3 separate regions of the Mus musculus genome follow, and all the other regions are linked to region 2. The links are chromatin contacts, called in public Hi-C maps. All regions are on one chromosome and are shown on one strand. The core of a region is the stretch at or near the end of the contact, and the rest is flanking DNA. Distances in the headings are between cores, read along the strand shown.

What was found. A called contact is a pair of places that touch in the nucleus more often than the background predicts.
Region 1: a Hi-C map of bone marrow-derived macrophages shows a contact between it and region 2, with 33 read pairs. The contact joins two enhancer-like sites. A contact is called at or near these places in 9 of 39 promoter capture datasets (the 3T3-L1 cell line, cranial neural crest, embryonic stem cells and 4 more), 1 of 15 datasets of contacts at CTCF or cohesin (embryonic stem cells), 10 of 484 Hi-C or Micro-C datasets (DN3 thymocytes, the G1E-ER4 cell line, the HL-1 cell line and 6 more), 13 of 115 datasets of contacts at active chromatin or transcription factors (the NIH/3T3 cell line, acute myeloid leukemia, craniofacial prominence and 6 more) and 4 of 9 other capture datasets (adipose tissue, liver, macrophages and 1 more).
Region 3: a Hi-C map of bone marrow-derived macrophages shows a contact between it and region 2, with 32 read pairs. The contact joins two enhancer-like sites. A contact is called at or near these places in 14 of 39 promoter capture datasets (the 3T3-L1 cell line, the C10 cell line, the HPC-7 cell line and 10 more), 5 of 484 Hi-C or Micro-C datasets (B cells, Th1 cells, bone marrow-derived macrophages and 2 more), 3 of 115 datasets of contacts at active chromatin or transcription factors (embryonic stem cells, kidney and microglia) and 4 of 9 other capture datasets (adipose tissue, embryonic stem cells, liver and 1 more).

What each region holds. Positions count from the first base shown.
Region 1 is chr4:141,266,910-141,271,218 of GRCm38.p6, forward strand. No RefSeq gene overlaps it. Among named protein-coding and RNA genes, the nearest start is that of Gm13056, 9.4 kb to the right of the region's middle. Within about 2 kb of position 2,327, at least 18 of the 459 cell types and tissues checked have an H3K27ac peak or open chromatin away from gene starts, as enhancers often do. A contact at or near this core is called in bone marrow-derived macrophages, where this site is marked.
Region 2 is chr4:141,385,292-141,389,707 of GRCm38.p6, forward strand. It overlaps Clcnka (chloride channel, voltage-sensitive Ka), which reads right to left. Exons shown (of 20, transcript NM_024412.3): 15 at 4,026-4,239; 16 at 2,843-2,976; 17 at 1,998-2,086; 18 at 1,782-1,865; 19 at 1-72. Among named protein-coding and RNA genes, the nearest start is that of Clcnka, 11 kb to the right of the region's middle. Within about 2 kb of position 2,305, at least 15 of the 459 cell types and tissues checked have an H3K27ac peak or open chromatin away from gene starts, as enhancers often do. A contact at or near this core is called in bone marrow-derived macrophages, where this site is marked.
Region 3 is chr4:141,510,965-141,515,022 of GRCm38.p6, forward strand. All of the region lies in intron 3 of Spen (spen family transcription repressor), which reads right to left. Among named protein-coding and RNA genes, the nearest start is that of Gm4123, 23 kb to the right of the region's middle. Within about 2 kb of position 1,402, at least 13 of the 459 cell types and tissues checked have an H3K27ac peak or open chromatin away from gene starts, as enhancers often do. A contact at or near this core is called in bone marrow-derived macrophages, where this site is marked.

The DNA of each region.
Region 1 (4,309 bases), core at 1,077-3,576, 120 kb before region 2:
CGTATGTCTCTTTAAACTTGGGTCTCTTTAAACCTGCTTATGCAGCTGAGGCGAAAGCTGCTGTTCCCTAACTCCCATATACCCAGATACCACTGGGAAACTGGAGGAATTGGGCACAGGGGTTGTGGGTTGGGGTGGGGGAAGAGAGATTAAATACCATTTGCAGGGAGGAATATCCAGGAATATCCAAGAAGGGATGCTTATTGGCCCTCAGGGCCCACCTAGATACCTCATTAGCATGGAGAACTCTTGTGTTCTATGTTACATGACTAGCCGTCATGTTCTTTATGTGGGGAGTCCTGATGAGAGACCAATTTTTGGGAGGGGTGTTCAGACTCCATCTTAGAGAACCTAAGTTTGAATTCAAGTAAACTAACAGGCCTGGTACTTAGTACCAGTTTCCAGGTTACAAACAAGACCTGGGTCTCCAGGTTACCCCCATCCCCCACAAATCCAGCGTCTAGCACCAGTTTCTAGGTTATTCCCCCAACAACTCTGCAGCTCCAAGTTACAAGCCCGCCCCTGCCTAACAACAACCAATCAGGAGGAAACGAGAAGATAATAAAACAGTTAAAAGGTCAGGTGGTGGTGGCTCATGCCTTTAATCCTAGCACTTGGGAGGCAGAAGGAGGCAGATCTCTTGGAGTTTGAGGCCAGCCTGGTCTACAGAATGAGTTCCAGGACAGCCAGGGCTGTTAAACAAAGAAACTCTATCTTGAAAAACCAAATAAAGGTAAATAACAACAAAAATGAAACCCCAGCCCATGCCCATAGCACCTGTGGCTCCTCTGAGAATCAGTAAGCCCAGTTTTTAGCCTTCGTAGGCTCTAGAGCATGAGGCACACAGGGCCCCACGAACTGTGTTCTTTGTTGGATCCCTCCTGCCTTCCCTCTCTCTTCCTTTCCCCAGCTCTCAATCCTGCCCTTCTCTCCTTCCCTCCCTCTCTCCAGTCCTCCATGCTTCTGCCCTCTACCCACCCACTTGTGTCTTTCTTCTCTGGGCAGTTAAAGACTCAGTTCTTAATCTCGGGACTTTGTGGCTCCCTCTACTGGGTACACAGGGAAGTGCAGGTGCTCCAGACTGTCGGGAGAATTGGTGTCGGTGGAGGCAGTGGGGGATTCTCCTGAAGAAAAGCCTGAGAGAGGGTGTGAGTTGGAACGACTGCTTTGAGAACAGCTCACTGCATCTGCTGGGCTGAGCCCAAGCCATCCCACGAGTCAGCGTCTGCCACTCTCCTTGGCGCGCACCCAACAGAAAGGGGTCCGGTTGTCCCCACAGAGAAGTTGTTCACAGGACTAACCACTGACTGTCAAAATAGGAAAAACCTCCAGATGCTTGTCGATGGTAAAGTGACAATTATGGTGTCACAGCAAAACACAGAGATAAGAATAAAATGCAGCAAAGCATAAGGATGTGGATGAGCCACAAGAGAACTCAGATAACAGGGAGGCGTTCAGGAGTTTGAGAAACTGTTTGAGCAACACCCAAGGCCCTGTCTCAAGAAAATAAAGAGGGCCCGAGGCAGCTCCGTGGTTAAGAGCACTGGTTGCTCTTGCAAAAGCCCAGGGTTCAATTCCCAGCATCCACATGGCAGCCCACAACTATATGTAACTCCAGTCCCAGAGATCTGACGCCCTCTTCTGGCTGTCCTGGGCATTGCATGCACATGGTACACATACATGCAGGAGGAAAAAAAAACTTTTTGAAAATAAAATAGGGCTGGAGAGATGGCTCAGCAGTTAAGAGCACTGACCAGTGCTGGGCAGTGGTGATGCATGGCTTTAATCCCAGCACTCAGGAGGCAGAGGCAGACAGATTGCTGAGTTCAAGGCCAGCCTGGTCTACAGAGTGAGTTCCAGGACAGCAAGGGCTACACAGAGAAAACCTGCCTGGAAAAATGAGAGAAAGAGAGAGAGAGAGAGAGAGAGAGAGAGAGAGAGAGAGAGAGAGAGAGAGAGAGAGAGAGAGAGAGAGAGAGAGAGAGAGAGAGAGAGAGAGAGAGAGAGAGAGAGAGAGAGAGAGAGCACTGACTGCTCTTTTGAAGGTCCTGAGTTCAAATCCCAGCAACCACATGGTGGCTTACAACCATCTGTAATGGGATCTGATGCCCTCTTCTGGAGTGTTGTGTCTGAAGGCAGCTACAATGTACTTACATATAACAAATAAATAAATCTTTAAAAAAAAAAGGAAAAAAGTAAAATAAAGCCAATTCCTGATTGTAATGATTTGGAGGAAATGTCTTCTAAAGGCCATGGGCTGAAGGCTTTGTACAATCTGTGACGTTACAGCTGTGCAGGCAGCTGGCGGGAAGTTAACTGTTACCACTGACTCATCGGCGGCATCTCCTGAAGGAGATAATGGTGACTCCAGTTCCTTCTCTCCTTTTCTTGTGCTTGCCAGCTGCCAAGAGGCAAGCCACTAGGGGGCCAGTTCTCTTGTGCTCAAGATTCATTTCTGCTTTTTGTTTATTTGTTTGTTTAAGACAGGGTTTCTCTGTGTAGCCCTGGTTATCCTGGAACTCACTCTATAGACCAGGTTGGCCTCGAACTCAGAAATCCGCCTGCCTCTGCCTCCCAAGTGCTGGGATTAAAGGTGTGTGCCACCATGCCTGTCTCTCTCTCTCTCTCTCTCTCTCTCTCTCTCTCTCTCTCTCTCTCTCTCTCTCTTTAATCTTTTATTTATTTATTTACATTCTAGATTTTATTTCCCTCCCCCCGCACCCCCCACCAAGAATCACTCTTTTAAAATGCTTTCTTGGGAGTTGGAGAGATGGCTCTGTGGTTAAGGGTACTGGCCGATCTTCCAGAGGGCCTGGCTTTCATTCCCAGCACCGACGTGGCAGCTCACAACTGTTCATCTCTCCAGCTCCAGGGGATCTGACATCCTGACCTAAACATATATGGGAGACACACAGCAATGCACACGGAAAACAACAGCAACCACAATAACAACAGCAACAAAACTCAACATGTTCTGCAGAGGTAGGCAGATCTCTGAGTTCCAGACCTGGTCTCCAGAGGGAGTTCCAGGACAGCCAGGACTACACAGAGAAACCTGTCTTGAAAACAAAGCAAAAAACAAAGATAAAATGAACGGATGTTTTCCTGAAGCAGACACAGGTGAAAGGATGTTTTGGCATAGCAAACACGTGAAAGGACCTGTGATGAAGTATAGCCGCCTGCAGCCACACTAACTGGGTTCCTGTGTGGGAGGCCAGAGCTGTATAGGAGAGAATGTCGAGAGAAGTAAAGAGATCAAGACAGATTTCTGATCAAAGTTTACTAAGAGTCTGTGCTTATAAAGCGGGGAGACCCATCCCCTGCCATGCCAGGCTTCTTGATGCTTTGTTACTAAGTTGTTAACAACAGTCTGTCAGAGCTATTAGCATTAGGTCGCCAAGTCCACAGGTTGTGGCTAGCTCAGGAATATCTCAGGGGGACAGGTTCAGCCTCTTAGCAGCAGCTGAGAGCAGTGGCAGGTGACAGAACAATAGGGCCATCTAGGCTCCACCCCAGGTGGTCTCATTCACAGTAGCAGCAAGGTCTGAGGCAGCCTACACAGGGCTGGGGATCGGCTACAATAAAGGAGTGTGAAATATGACCCCACAGACAGTGGGAGATGAGCACTGAGCATTGGTTTGTTCAACTTTGCTATTCGTTGAAAGACACCCATACGCTCCGGTTCGCCTGACAGAGCGTTGTTAACTCAACCTGTGGTAACGCTGCCATCGAGAGAAACTCACTCAAGAACTGCTCATGAGGTTCCTGCGGCAGCTCGCTGCTTCTGCAGCCTTGCTTCAGGCCAGATGGCAAGCCTGGTGGTTTCTTCAGGATTGAGCTACAGCTGCTGGTTCGTGCCTGGTGTCTGCCTGCTGCGAGGACTGCTCTGCAGATGCTGAGTTGCATTTGGTGTTTGCTACAGGACTGAACCGCTGCCAATGAAGATCAGGCTCACCCTCTAAGAACTATTGCTGAACAGGTCCACTTCCTCCACATCCTCATAGCTCTTCTCTTCCACCACCTCTGCTGGGTGCTGGGCTACAGGAGCGGTTGAACCCTTATTAAAAATAGGTTGTGCCGGGCGTGGTGGCGCACGCCTTTAATCCCAGCACTCGGGAGGCAAAGGCAGGCGGATTTCTGAGTTCGAGGCCAGCCTGGTCTACAGAGTGAGCTCCGGGACAGCCAGGGATATACAGAGAAACCCTGTCTTGAAATAAAACAAAACAAAACAAAACAAACAAACAAAAAAGTTACAAAAAATGTATGCCTTTAATCCCAGCACTTGGGAGGCAGGCGGATGTCTGAGTTC
Region 2 (4,416 bases), core at 1,055-3,554:
AGAGCCCACAGCTCTGCCCCGTGACGTCACGAACAGCGCCTGAAGGGTCAGCAGCTCAAAGAGCCTGTGTGCCTGCAGGGGGGTTGACAGGAACCGATGGGGTTAGGGAACACCCCTCTGCCCACACACCCTTCTCTGGCCAGGTGAGTGAGTCCAGCCGTCAGTGTCTAGTCTAACCACTAGGGGGAGCCAGACTCCACATAAGAAGCAAGGCCTTTGGTCCAGGTTCCCTGGGTCTCAAGGACATCGGTCCCTGGCAGAAAGTTTGGGGCCATAGCCAGGTTCCTAGACTGAGTCTGTCATCCCCACCCCAAGTGCCTGCTTTGAGAGGCTGAGTAACCTAGCAGTTTTCTCACAGGAGTGTGTGTGTGGGGGCTCAATTGGGGTCCCTGTGTGATGCTAAAAACCTTCTTTAAAAGTTTTTTTTGTGGGGCTGGAGAGATGATGGTTCAGTGGTTAAGAGTACTGACTGCTCTTCTGAAGGTCCTGAGTTCAAATCCCAGCAACCACATGGTGGCTCACAACCATCCGTAATGGGATCTGATGCCCTCTTCTTCTGGGTCTGAAGATACTACAGTGTACTCATATACATAAAGTAAGTAAATAAATCTTTTTTTAAGGTTTTTTTTTTTTTTTTTTTTTTTTGTGGCTGGGCAGTGGTGATGTACGCCTTTAATCCCAGCACTTGGGAGACAGAGGCAGATTTCTGAGTTCGAGGCCAGCCTGGTCTACAGAGTGAGTTCCAGGACTGCCAGGGTTATACAGAGAAACCCTGTCTCAACACATCCCCCACCCCCCAAAAAAGTTTTTTTGTTTGTTTGTTTAGTTTTTTTAGACAGAGCCTCTCTATGTAGCCCTGGCTGTCCTGGGACTCACTGTGTAGACCAGGCTGGTCTCAGACTCACACAGATTTTCTTGCCTCTGCCTCCCACATGTTGGGATTAAAGGTGTTTACCGCCATGCCCAGATTTTTTTTTTTTAATGTGCATGGGTGTTTTGCCTGCATGCGTGACTGTGAACCACATGTATGACGTGCCTCTAGGGACCAGCAGAGGGTGCTGAATCCTTAAGGGCTGGAGCTGCCATGTGCTTGCTGAGAATTGAACCCTGACACTCTGGAAGAGCAGCCAGTGTTGCTAAAGCTAAGGCATCGCTCCAGCCACATGGATGCTTCTAACTAACAAGCACCGGTTTCTATCCAAAAGCATGTGTTTCCCAAGCTCGCTCAAGTCCCTATCTCCTCTGCATCGCCCCAGGAACCCTGGTGATGACCCAGGCTGTGGCTGCTGGGCACGTCTGTAGATGAATGTGTGTGTGTTGTATGTGTGTATATGTGTTGTGTGTGTATCTGTGTGTATATAGTGTGTGTTGTATGTGTGTATATGTATATGTGTTGCGCATGTATGTGTGTATGCATGTGTATGCATGTGTGTATATTGTGTGTGGTATGCAAGTATATGTGTTGTGTGTGTATATATTGTGTGTTGTTTGTATGTGTGTGTGTTATATGTGCTGTGTGTGTATATGTGGTATGTGTGGTATGTTTGTATATGTGGTGTGAGTGGTGTGTGTGTGTGTATGTATATGTTGTGTGTGTGTATATTGTGTATGGTATGTGTGTATATATGGTGTGTGTGTGGGGGGTATGTATGTATATGTTGTATTGTGTATATTGTGTATGGTATGTGTGTATATATGGGGTGTGTATATGTGTGTAACACCTCACAGAGGGAGGATATGGAGCCTGTGTCCCCATCAGTTCCACCCTTTTTCCCCCTTACCTGATATAGGGAGGTCTCTGGGGACAGCTGCAGGGTCACTGGCTGTGTGGGGCAGCCACCAGCCAAGATGTCCTGGAGAAATCGCTGGGATTGGAGAAAGAAAATGGGGTCTGAGCCAGCCTATAGTTCCCAGACTCCTGACCCTTGAACTCCTCTCTCCCTTCAGAGCCCTGATCACACGGCCACTCTGTCCCCACACCTGGCAGGGGAGCCCACCTCTTGGCCTGGAGCCCAGGAAGCTGGCTGGGTCTGAAGGGCTTGCACCAAGTGGGTCCTTTCCACAATGCCCACCAGGGTCTGAGACTCTAGGAAGTACAGAGGAAGGGACTTGTTATAAAAATAAAAGTCACATTATCTGAGTCCCTACTATGTGCCATGAACATGCTGGTCGCTTCTTTTTAAAGATTTGATTATTATTTTTATTTTATGTGTATGAATATTTTGCCTGCATATGTGCACTACACATATTATGTGCAGTGCCCACAGAGGCCAGAAGAGGGTGCCAGAGTCCTCCGAACGAGCCAAGAGTTAAGGACAGTTGTAAGCTGCCATGAGAGTGCAGGAAACAAAGGCCAGGTCCTGTAAGAACAGCCTTGATCTTAACCAATCTCTCTCCAGCCTCATTCATGCTGGGTGTTCTTAAGTGTCAGAGAAAATTACAGATTTTTCAGTCTCCTAGGACACCTTTCATCCAGTTTACAGCTGAGGGAACGCAGGCTGAGGGGCACAGTGGGTAACTGTCCTGTCTCCTGGAACTCAGTTTTAGACACAGATGTTTGACAGCTGTGGATGGCCATATCATCCTTGACTAGCATCCCAAGAGCCACCCCCAGGCTGCTTTACAATGACTTTCCATCTCCAAACCTCTGGAAGTTAGCATGCTTATTATGTCCATTTCATTCACAATAAACCAAAGCACAGAGAAGCTAAGGACTTGTCCCAGGTCACACAGCAGTCTGGACTCAGAGGCACATCCAACACCCTGCCTGCCCTTGCCGCCCTTACACTTAGAGGGAATTTACACGCAGTGCCCCTCCCCCACCCCCACCCTAGCCGAGTACCTCTGGTCTCCACCAAGGGATACTGAGACACATCTGTGGAGGTCACCACCTTGACCACCTCCTCCAGGGGCATGTCCTTGGCCAGTGTGGTGAGGTTAGAGTTCATGAAATGTTCCACCGTTACAGGGTAGGAGCTGTGGACAGAGGAAGCATGTAGCAGGCCCTGCGGTGGGGGTGCTGGCCCCCCCAGGACAAGACAGGAAACCTTGCTGGGAGAGCTTCCATGTGTGATAGCTGATAGTTTAATTTTTTAAAAAGATTTATTTATTTATTTATTATATGTGAGTACACTGTAGCTGTCTTCAGACACTCCAGAAGAGGGCATCAAATGTATTTTATGTATATGAGTACAGTGTGGCTGTACAGATGGTTGTGAACCTTCATGTGGTTGTTGGGAATTGAATTTTAGGACCTCTAATCACTCTGGTCAGCCCCTGCTTACTCCAGTCACCACCCCCCCTCACTCCAGTCAACTCCCTCAGTCCCTGCTTGCTCCGGCCCAAAGATGTATTTATTAACATAAGTACACTGTAGCTGTCTTCAGACACACTGGAAGAGGGCGTCAGATCTCATTACAGGTGGTTGTGAGCCACCAGGTGGTTGCTGGGATTTGAACTCAGGACCTCTGGAAGAACAGTCAGTGCTCTTACCCGCTGAGCCATCTCTCCAGCCCTCGCTTGTTCTTTAGTATTTAAGTTCAGGACAAAGCTCATGGGATGGCACTGCCCACACTTAGGGACAGCTGACACCGCCTAGAAACTATTTTGCCAAGGTCTCATTATATATCTTGTTAAGTTGAAGGTAAGAATTAAACTATCAGGGGCTGTTGAGATGGCCTCAGTCACGGCTGCTCTGGAAACAGAAACTGCTGGGTGCATTCTGGTTGAGGAAGGATCTCAGACCGCATCTGCATCCTAGCTCCTGACCACCTAGTTAGGTCGGAAGAGCAAGAGAGAGAGGAGAAAGGCCTCCTAACTGATGTTCAACCTCCTCGTGACCTGAAGTAAGACTTGTCCAAGCTCTGGCTTTCTCTCCCAGCCCCTGAAGCTCCCGGGAGGTTGAGGGCCAGCTAATGGGCTGAGGGCAATTGCAGTGGTGTTGGGGTGTGTGTGTGTGGGTGGGTGTGGGTGTCCCTAAACTTCCACACCACCCTGGCCATCCCATTCCTCAGTCCCAGGCTCACCCAATCTGTCGGCCACGGATCCACGGCAGGTACGGCAGTTTCTTGGCCATGATGGTGCCATCGTAGAAAGAGGGCTGTAAGTTTTGGGAGATGACATTGGCCGCCAGCACAGCCATCAGCACAGGCAGTGCGTGAACGATCTGGCCAGTCAGCTCAAAGGCCAGCAGCGCTGTGGAGATGGTGTGGGTCACTGCTCCGGAGAAGGCAGCAGCACCTGCAGGAGCAGAACCACCATGGGTAACTCCAGCCAGGGCCAAGCTCGCCCAGAGGGCACGGGTGTAACAGTGGCTAGGGTCAGAAATGTCCGGAGGGCACATACTGGGAATTTCTAAAGTGTCCAGGCATGGCAAGAGAAAACGGACACAGAGGGGATGGGGGATGGGAAACAGAA
Region 3 (4,058 bases), core at 152-2,651, 120 kb after region 2:
CAGCTTGGTCTTCAGAGAGTTCCAGGATAGTGAGGACCACACAGAGAAACCTTAAAAACTATGAATGGATGGATGGATGGATGGGTGGGTGGGTGGATGTGTGGATGGATGGGTGGGTGGATGACAGTGTTCTGTTGAGGCCTCACAGAGTGGCTCAGTGGAGAAAGGCACTGCTGCCCAAGCCTGGCCACCAGAGTTCAACCCTGGCACGCACATAAAGGGAGAAGAGAACCAACTCCATAATGTTGTCCTCTGACCTCAACAAGCACAGCACAGCCTGCACACACCCACATGCACACGCGCACCCATGCACACTCGCACCCATGCACACTCGGCAAATTTAAAACCTCAGTGTTCTGCTAAAGGAACAGTGAGTGACACACTGGATTGCAGCTACAACAAAGACGCTTCCAGAAGCACATGGCAGCGCATTCTGAGCTCAGACAAGGGGCCTGCTTCTTTCTTACCAGCCAACTGCTAGAAAAAGGGGTGAGAGCAATTCTCGGAAAGGCTGCAGAGCCACTGACCCTGGGCGGGCTCACCCAGGTGGGCTGCTACAAGTCTTGCCAGCAGCAGTCACTCACGGTGGTCAAAGGTTGGTCTCCCAGTCAGCCAAACTGACAGGAGGGAAACTCTTTATGACAGACAACTTATGCTGTAAACTATACAAAACCATTTCAAACGTCTTTAAATAGCTTTTGTGACTATTACATTTAAAAATTATCTAGGAGAGGGAAGGGGGCTTGTTTTAGTGCTTCTGTCTGGGGCTTTCGTTTTGCGTTTTTGGAAGGTGTGTTTGAAACAGGGTCTCAACTATGTACTTTGCTGGCATGGAACTCACTCTGCAAATGAAGCTGGCCTCGAACTCACACAGATCTGCCCGCTTCCACCTCCCTAGTGCTTGGATTAAAAGGACGCGCGTCTTCGGTTTGTTTTACAGCAGGTTATACGTCCCAAACTGACCCCAAAACTCACTCTGTAGCTGAGAACGCCCTTGAGCTTCTGATCCTCCTGTTTCAATGATAAGTGTATTTACCACGCCTGACTTAAAAGAGCTATTTCTTCTCAAAAAGAAGTTTAGCTGTATAAATTTGTTAACATTTCAAAATATTACTTTTATGTTCTTTAATTAGAGGGAAAAAAAAAACATCCTATAAAGGAACACAGGGGCTGAGCGTGGTAGCGCACGCCTTTAATCCCAGCACTCAGGAGGCAGAGGTAGGCGATTTCTGAGTTTGAGGCCAGCTTGGTCTACAGAGTGAGTTCCAGGACAGCCAGGGCGATAGAGAGGAACCCTGTGTCCAAAAAAAAAAAAAAAAAAAAAGGAACACAGGGCTAAGAGACCATTCTCAGTACAAGACGACCTAACTTCCTTTATGACCACATGACCAAAGGTCCCATCCATCACTCTCCACTGCTTCTGCTTCCTCCTGCCTGGTAACTAAGACCCCCATCTAAGCTTTCCAGCTGGTTCTGAGCTGTCTCTGAGAAAAGCACAGAGCCCATGGTGCTGCTCTCAGTGGAGAGCCCTGGACTGCCAGGCCATCGCTGGCTTGATCTCTTCCATGAGTTGTCACCCTGGCTCTCAGCACACTGTTGCCCACCCATCCCCAGGCAGGCACCCTCTGGCACAGCCAGCTTTCCTTCTCCAAGGACCTAACTAGCCACTGCAATCCTGTTCTGAGCTTACAGGTTTTGATGGGGCTGGTTTGGCTGGCTGGTTGGTTTTACAGCAGAGCAGGGTGGTAAAGAATTGTGGGTTTGTGGGTCTTTTTGTTGTTGGTGGTGGTGGTTTGTGGGTCTTGTTGTTGTTGTTGCTGCTGCTGCTGCTGTGTGTTGCAGAACAAACCTTATGCATGTTAGGCAAGCACTCTATCATGTGAGCAAGCCCAACAGTTGCTTTCTCAAAGTACACATCCCATGAGCTACCTCTCCTCTAAGCCCTTATGTGTGCATCTCTGCATAAAGAACCAAGCCCTGGGGTGGGGGCTGGAGAGGTGGCTCCGTGACTAACAGCACTTGCTGCTTTCTTTAAAATTGCATGTATATGAGTCCACTGTAGCTGGACAAATGCTCTTGAGCCTTCAAGTGGTTGTTGGGATTTGAATTTTTGGGACCTCTGCTCACTCCGACCCTAAGATTTATTTATTATGATACATAAGTACACTATAGCTGTCTTCAGACGTGCCAGAAGAGGGCATCAGATCTCATTATGGGTGGTTGTGAGCCACCGTGTGGTTGCTGGGATTTGAACTCAGGATCTTCAGATGAGCAGTCAGTGCTCTTACCCACTGAGCCATCTTGCCAGCCCCCACTTGCTGCTCTTGCAGAGGACCTGACTTCCGTTCTGAGCACCCACACAGTGACTTATACTGCCCATAACTCCGGTTCCAGGATACACAACGCTATCTTCTGATCTCTGTAGAAACTGGGCATACATCACACACACACACATATATACATATACATATACATATACATATACATATACATATACATATACATATACATATATATATGCTGGCAAAACACTAATACACATAAAAAAAGTAAACCTAAAAAAATTATATTTTAAAGAATAAAATCCTAAACTATTAGCATGTTTACCCAGGCATGGTAGCACACACCTTTAATGCCAACACTCAGGTTACAGAGGCTGGTGACTGAATTTGAGGCCAGCCTGGTCTCCACAGTGAGGTTTCAGGTCAGTCAGCGCTACAAAGAAAAACCTTGTCACACACAAAAATTATCTAAATTATCTGCTGGTCTCAAAACATTCAGATCATTGCTTTGCTCACAAAAGTGCTAAATTCAAACGCCTCTCCTCATGTTCTCCAGACTCCAGCCTGACCAACGCCCTCTCCTAGCTCTCGAGGTTCTCCCATCATTCCAGACATGGATACCGAGCACTTATCACAAAGCAGCTGTCACACTGCTAATAATAGAAAGAAATCAATAAGCTAATATGCTAGGCTCAGGTAATGAACTAAAAGCAAAATATGGCTGAAATATTATACCAGGCCCAGCTGAAATAAACCAGGTCCAGCTGAAATATACCAGGTCCAGAAAATACCGCTGCTGGGAAGGGAATTGTGACCACAGTCAATCTTATGTTCCCTCTGTGTGTACACGCGCACACACGCGTATAGTTAAAGTATGTACATATTTGTAAATACACACACACATTTCCTTATTACTATACATGAAAGGAAACCAGTAGGCCAAGAAATGTATTAGAATCTCTTCAAAGGGGTTAAATAAACAAGCTGAAGACCGGACTCAGTTGGCAGCCGGCCTGCCTTGCACGCACAGAGTCCAGGCTCAACCTGAAGAACCACACAAACCAGGCATGGCACCACACACTTATAATGTCAACATCCCCACCCCATGGAGTGCTGTCCTCTGGTAGCAGGCTCCAATCCCCGCCTCCCTGTTATCGTGCGCCTTACCAGAACAAATCAGAGCCGTGCAAAGAGCAAAGAACACAAAAGTTCTCCATTTCAAACACAAAACACCGTGAGTCAGCTGGTCAGAAGTGACCTTCTGACCCTCCTGCTCCCGTCCCGTCAACAGGATATCGTGGACAAGGTCACCTGACACAGTTACCTCGGCATCTCCCTGCTCACCCACTTTCTCCCTGAGACTTGGTCCCTGGGTCCTTTCCAGGTACACCCTGCCCTCCTCCATGTTCAGACTGTCAGAACACAGATCTGAGAATCTATGTGCAAAGATCAGCTCCTCGAGCATCTCAGATCACACGTGCATTTACGCTTTGCTTCTCGGCCAGACTGGGTCCATTGCCTTCAGTATAAGTTAGCACAGGGCCTGACTTTATGGACTTTCCTGATAACAACATCAACATCCACACCACACACACACTTCCAGTCGAGCTCTGATCCCTGAAATGCTAAGGGGTTCCTTTAATGGCCAAGTTCTAGAGAAATGAGAAAAGGAGAAAGTGAAACAAAGCAAGATTTTATAATCTGTTCATAGGATTCAAATGAACTTCACCCATTCTTCATCCAGCTAACATGCCAGTCCGACTTCTTCGGCTTCCT